2 separate regions of the Rattus norvegicus genome follow, and region 1 is linked to region 2. Evidence: chromatin contacts called from public Hi-C data. All regions are on one chromosome and are shown on one strand. Each heading gives the region's core, a stretch centred on a gene start, on an enhancer-like site or on the middle of the called end of the contact. The rest is flanking DNA. Distances are from core to core; before and after follow the strand shown.

What was found. A called contact is a pair of places that touch in the nucleus more often than the background predicts.
Region 1: a contact with region 2 is called in a Hi-C map of frontal cortex, with 2.6 times the contacts expected there. The contact joins two enhancer-like sites. A contact is called at or near these places in 3 of 12 Hi-C or Micro-C datasets (the A7r5 cell line, Schwann cells and frontal cortex) and 1 of 1 datasets of contacts at active chromatin or transcription factors (oligodendrocytes).

The regions. Positions count from the first base shown.
Region 1 is chr1:53,505,855-53,509,065 of GRCr8, reverse strand. No RefSeq gene overlaps it. Among named protein-coding and RNA genes, the nearest start is that of Pabpc6, 85 kb to the left of the region's middle. Within about 2 kb of position 1,630, at least 9 of the 93 cell types and tissues checked have an H3K27ac peak or open chromatin away from gene starts, as enhancers often do.
Region 2 is chr1:53,067,897-53,071,130 of GRCr8, reverse strand. No RefSeq gene overlaps it. Among named protein-coding and RNA genes, the nearest start is that of Qki, 130 kb to the right of the region's middle. Within about 2 kb of position 1,315, at least 26 of the 93 cell types and tissues checked have an H3K27ac peak or open chromatin away from gene starts, as enhancers often do.

The DNA of each region.
Region 1 (3,211 bases), core at 381-2,880, 440 kb before region 2:
ATAATATTGGTATGAGGTCTTCCTAGGTATTTCTAAGTTGTAAGAAGTTGACAGTTAAACTAACCAGCACAGAATCCTCTGATTCTTTGCTTTTTTTCCTCAGACAAGAGGAACTGATAGCTTTGAGATGGCTTTCTGACACTAGCATCCTGGGATATCCTGGATGCTTGGAATGGCTATGGTGGGAAGGAGCCAGCAAGAGAGATTGGCCCATGGCCTGATGCTCAATGAGCTCTTCTAGATTAGAACAGACAGCACGTGCACGTCCTTGTTCTGAGCACATATTCCTGTACATTGCAATCTCCTCTGCTTTCTCCAAACTGAGCTCTCACTACACACAAATAACAATACTTTAGCGAAATGCTATCTCCTTACCTAGCACAGTCTAGCATCCCATTCATGATCCTCCAGCCTCTGCCACCCAAATGCTGGAATTACCACCACACCAGGCTTCAGGCATTTCTCATTCTTCAGAATGGACACTGTTTCCTAGTACCCTTGAGAACATGGCAGTGTCCAAGATCACAGCTCACCAAGCTGAGGTGCCCCACCTCTCCCTAATCCCACACTATCTGACAAGGCTGCTTTGCCCTCCCAGTTCTTTCGGAGAACCACAATTCCACATCTGTATGACCAAGGTCACAGCCTGCACACTCTGTAGCATCTGCTATTACAAGCCACAGGGATGTAAGTTGACTGTGGAAAAACACCCTGCACTAAAACTAAACTATATGCTAGTATGCAAATCCATTACAGCCTCAGGAAACATTTTCTTATTCCTTTATTATATCAGTTTGCTTACATTCTGCTTGGATACATTTAACAAACTTTTTTCATTCTACTATTTAAACAGTAATTTAACTGAATGGTGAGTGTGGTTCGGTGTGTTACAGGAGATGGACAGAATTACCATCCTGAAGAAAATGAACATCTAGAATAGAAACGGGCAATCAGTTACAACAGTAGAACAGGGAGAGATGTATGAGGTCAGAAGCATTTCTATGTTTCTGTTGATTTGGCTTTAAAACAGCCTCTCTGTAGCCCAGACTCACCTTAATCTCACTACATAGCCATGACTAGTGTTTGGCTCCTACTCCCCTACCTCAGGCTCGTAGTGCTAGGTTTACAAATGTATTGCCACCATGCTTGGCCTTTTTCGATCTCCATGTCAACTTTCCTCGAAAAATAGTAGCTTGTATCAGTGACCCCATGTTTTTCTTAACAAATAAACATTGGTATCTGTCCACTAGACCATCACACCTAAGTCTACCAAAGATCCCCATGCTTATGCTTTAAAGATTTCTTAAGCTGTAGCATCCAAACCAATCACACAATCTAAGAAAGACACTGTCACAAGATCAAATATTGGTAAACACGGCTCAACGTTACTTTTAACTTCTTGAGAAGGAAACGGAAATGAGCTGAGCACTTGAGCATTCCCTGGTAATTAAATTTTCTCAAAGTAGGTCATGGTTCCCATTCCAACTGTCTGAGGCAGCCCATTCGGTCACTGGGCAGCTTTAATTGCTAAAACATTCTTCCCTGTTACCAAGTGAAAGCCCTTCTTCATTTCTCCCCGAGAAGCCAGTTCTGACCTCTGGAGCTCCAAGTGGGGCTGGAATCTTTCTTCTCCATGATGGTGGCCCTTTAGTTCATGGGGTTAGATCTCAGGCCCCTGCTTGCCTTTCTTTCATCCAGACTGGCTCCCAGTCACTGTCACCTTCAGTCTCCTGATCAAGCAGGAGCTGATTTCTGATTACATTTAACCTTGCAGTTTCCTGGTCCATAATATCCAGCCCCTCCTGTTTCTATGGAAGCTAGCTAACAGGACAAGACTGAGTGCCTGTGGCTATGAGTTAACACCGAATGACCTCCCTCCCCTGGCCATTCTCCATATAAACACTGTCACCACCTTTAAGACTGTTTCACACATGTGACTATTTGAACAGTCTTGCCATGTCTGTGTTTGTGCAGCTGGGTTTCACTGACAGGACGACACACTGTCACAGCTACTCTGCTACATTCATAGTCTCAGATTCCACACAGTTCCCACTGTTCCCTGTTATTTAGAGAAACTGGCTCTGGCATGCCTCGTGTTCTGGGAGGGAAGACTCACAACACCCATGCCTTTGATAGACACCATCCTCCAAGTCCTCATGCTGGTAACTGCATATCTTGAATCAGACAGGACCCGGCAGGGGGAAATCCCCTTTGCATCCATAAATGAGGTTTAGAATGACAGTCTTTGAATAAGCCCCTTGGTCCCCTGCCCCTCTTGTCATTGGAGATCTGGTCTGCAAGCTCCTCCACCCCTCCACTTCCTCACTCCCTTCTGCCTTCATCTCTCCAAATGTCCCCCACTAGAGTTGTATTAGTGGAGTGAAGGAAAACGCCATAGATAGAGGCATCTTGGTTTACCAGTTGTCCCATTTTAACCTATGCATTGGCTTCCTCATATGCAATGTGAGATGATACCTACACCTCATAGAATCACTGTTAGGATTAAGAACAGCTTACACCAAGGTCTCAAACCACCGGGAGTGACTAAGTTTAAGTAGCTACAGAATATTGGAGATACTTTAACACTAAAGGAACGCACCACTTTCAGTTCTTATTTCTGCTCTTCTACTTTATGAAGGGCTGGGGATTCAACTCTTGGCCTTGTACATGTTAGGCAAGGGGTATGCCTCCAACCTTTATTTTAGTTTTTCAGTTCTGGGTCTCCTACAGGATCTTCACACCCACAGTCTGCACAGCTCTCCCTCCTGTTCCCCGCTAGGTCTGTATTGTAAGAGTCAACCACTGTTGAACCCGCTGTTAGTGTTCATCTCCTCTGCAAGGGTAGAGCTTGATTAAAAGGAAATCAATTCTTCATTTGGTTCCAAGCAGCTGGTACCATGCTTGCTACATCTACAGTACCCAATACATGCTTCCTCAGTTAAAAGTGAAAAATTCAAGATAAAGTAGAAGGATATTTTTAGAACCCTGAAGGTATGTAAATTCCCAAGAGTGTCTCAATGGTAAGATGTCACAATTATATTCCAGGGAAGTCCTATGTGTGCCAAGTGGTACTAAAGCTTTGGAGTGGATGCTCATCCTTCACACACAGCTGATACTAGCCTGTGCTCTGTAGAAGCTATCTGTCAACACATATGTCTCTTGCCTTGGGTCATGACCTTCTCCCAGGCAGGTCAAATGATTTCTTGATTTT
Region 2 (3,234 bases), core at 66-2,565:
TGTAGTATGTAAGCAGCCTAGAAGCCCACAGGTTAGGGACAGACTCTAACCTGCCGCGTCGCTGACTGAGGTCTCATGGTCAATTAAGATCATAATGAGAGCATCTGCTCAACCTCACGCCACCCTTCCTCAAACACTATGAAAGGAGAGGTCATGTATTCCATATGTGCATTTAAATGCACAGCTGTACTCAGAACCAAAGGACCCTCCACGATATCAGAGTCCACACTGAGGTCAATGCTGCACAGCTCTTAGAGAGAGTCACTGAAGGCCAGAACAGCCTGCCTATGTTGAAGGAGCTGTGAGAGAAGTCACGTCACTTACTCTTCAGGACAAGTGAAACATGTCCACCCACGCAAACATGAAAAAGTCCCAAAAGGCCGGGAAGAGCATGTTGGAGGCTATTCCATCTCACAGAGGTTACTAATGGGAGAAGGAAATCTTGTTGATGATGAAGGACAGCATTTGGCCAACTAAAGCAACAGAATTTATGCTTGCCAAAGGCAGAACACTGATGTCTTCAAAAGGTAGGGGAAGATGGATATGAACTCACGACCACTTGATTTATTATTCGGATACCTCCAGACATCTGCAGATAAGGGTCCCCACACATAGGAAGTGTCGCTAGAAGAAACACTGTAAGAGACACCGCAAGGGAAAAGAACGGGACGACCCCAAACAAGGGTGACAGAAATCAATACAAGTTGGGTGACCTGGTGGTGCTATAGTTTTGTATGCTCTGTCCTTTCCCACAGCCACGTGGAAATGTGCTGCCACTGTGGTGATCCTTGGAAAGGGACCTTTGGAGCTGATGAGGTTGTAAGAGGCTGGGCTTGCTCGGCTGAGAGCAGGCAGCCCCAAGTCCAGACAGCCCCGAGTGTCTGGTGCCCCATATCTCACTGCTCTTCTGGGTTTTTGTTTTGTTTTTCACTTTTAGGATACATTATGAGGTCCTCACCAGAATAGACACCCAGCCTTTGACTTCAGCATCCAGAGTCATGAGCCAGATACACTTTAAAAGTACCCAAGGTACTTTATTTAGTGATAGCAAATAGAAAATGGATGACCACAATTTATATACATCTTAGTGCCTACATCAGTTTGCATCCAAGTTCTAGAAAGGCATATGAGATTCAGAGGGTTTTTTTCCCCCTCCCCAACGCAATGTTAAAATGTGTTACAATTCTTCCCCTCTAACCCTGTCTGGGTATGTATGTGTTTTCCTGGAGAGGAAATACAAAGCTTCCACAACACCGTCAGAGGAGCCCAGAGTCTCAAAAAAGAACTAAAGGCTATTGTTCTGACAGCTGTCCCACAAGGCACAGCATAGGCTCAGCACAGAACAGAAGAGAATCATGGTCATGCTAATTTGCTTCCGTGCTCTGTCCTCATTCTGCCAGGCAGAGATGGAACTGAGCAGTGGGAAGGAGACCCTCTGGGGTCCACCCTAATATTCTGCACCTCCAACAAACCTAAACCCCCAAACCTAAAAATTGGACAAAAAGAAATCATGTCAATAGGAACATTTTTCTTTAACTCCCTTCCAACAAGAGGCACGGGCCTTTGTTAACATCGCCATAGGCGTCCTCTCCTGAAGTGTGTCAAACTTTGTCTCCTGAAGCCTGACCTGTGTAGCCACTGACTGTACGACTGGACACACGGAAGCTGCAGGACCTGTTTGCCTGACACATTTGTATCCTTTGGGGAATGTGGTAACTACTGGGACTTAAACAGAACATTTTTATAACTGCTAATATTTGTTAGGTAAATTCTTACTCTAGAGCTTCTTTTTTTCCAGCCAGAAAACAACTATTAAGTTAAACTATTAAGTGATCAACTCCGTTTTCTTTTGTTCTGCTGATGACTTTTCTTTTGGTAGAAGCATGAGACATAGTAACTGTGACAAAATCTAGATAACTTGGACCATAACATGGAGGCCATCCTTGGGGACATATTTTCTTCCTCCCTCCTACCTCTACATGAGCACAAAATAACCTCAACTTAGCAGATCTGGCAAATCGTGGTTTGTTTGGCCCTGTGTCCTATAAGTCAGAAAAAAAGAACCCGTGTGGCTGCTGTCTTTGAGCCAATCAGTCTGACTACTATGACTTCCAATGTACCTTGGTACCTCAAGACATATTTGTGCCATTGTGCTGCATATTCAGGGAAAGCTTTCTGAGCCTCTTCATAGCTCTAGGTGGCATGCATGTGTTCGTAAGAGTCTTAGTCAGGGTTCCTATTCCTGCACAGACATCATGACTGACCAAGAAGCAAGTTGAGGAGGAAAGGGTTTATTCAGCTTACACTTCCACATTGCTGTTCATCACCAAAGGAAGTCAGGACTGGAACTCAAGCAGGTCAGGAAGCAGGAGCTGATGCAGAGGCCATGGAGGGATGTTACTGGCTTACTTCCCTTGGCTTGCTCAGCTTGCTTTCTTATAGAACCCAAGACTACCAGCCCAGGGACAACACCACCCCAACCTTGGTCACTAACTGAGAACATGCCTTACAGCTGGATCTCATGGAAGAATTTCCTCAAGGGAGGCTCCTTTCTCTGTGATAACTCCAGCTTGTGTCAAGTTGACACACAAAACCAGCTAGTACAATAAGATCACCTCTGCTTCCAAGGTGGGCCACGAAAAAAAGTTGGGTCAGGTTATCCACAGAGCTTCTAGAGTTAGTTGTCATTGTTTAAGACAGAGGAAACACTTGTTACTGTCTGAAGACAGTATTCAGTCTAGAAATAAATGTTTCATGTCAACAAGAAACCTCATTGGATACTGGGTTTCAGATTTATAATGGATGAAAGACACTCTCACAACTCCAAAATTTTCTGGAATGTTCATTTTTTAAAAGACCATTCTGCTAGTTAGATTTCAAAATGAAGTTCTCTTCATGGTGTTTTAGAACCAAGGTAGAGATTAGAGTTTCACTCAACACCATTTAAAATCTAAGACACTTGAAGAGAACATGAAAAAGAGCAGCCCATGTGCTTGCTGGCAATGGCCAGCCATTGTGTTCCAAAAGCTAGCTGTGAGCAAGGAGTGACAAGATGCAGTAAGAGAACAGGAGGCTGTGAAAATCAGTAGAATCTGGACAATCAAGCAAGAGCACCTGACTTAACTGAGTTATGTGGGTCCCCAGCAACCACATAAAAAGTCAGGCACAATGGTACTTAATTGTTACCCTAGCACTAAGGAGCGGAGGACAGGTAGCTCCCCTGAGTTCACTGGC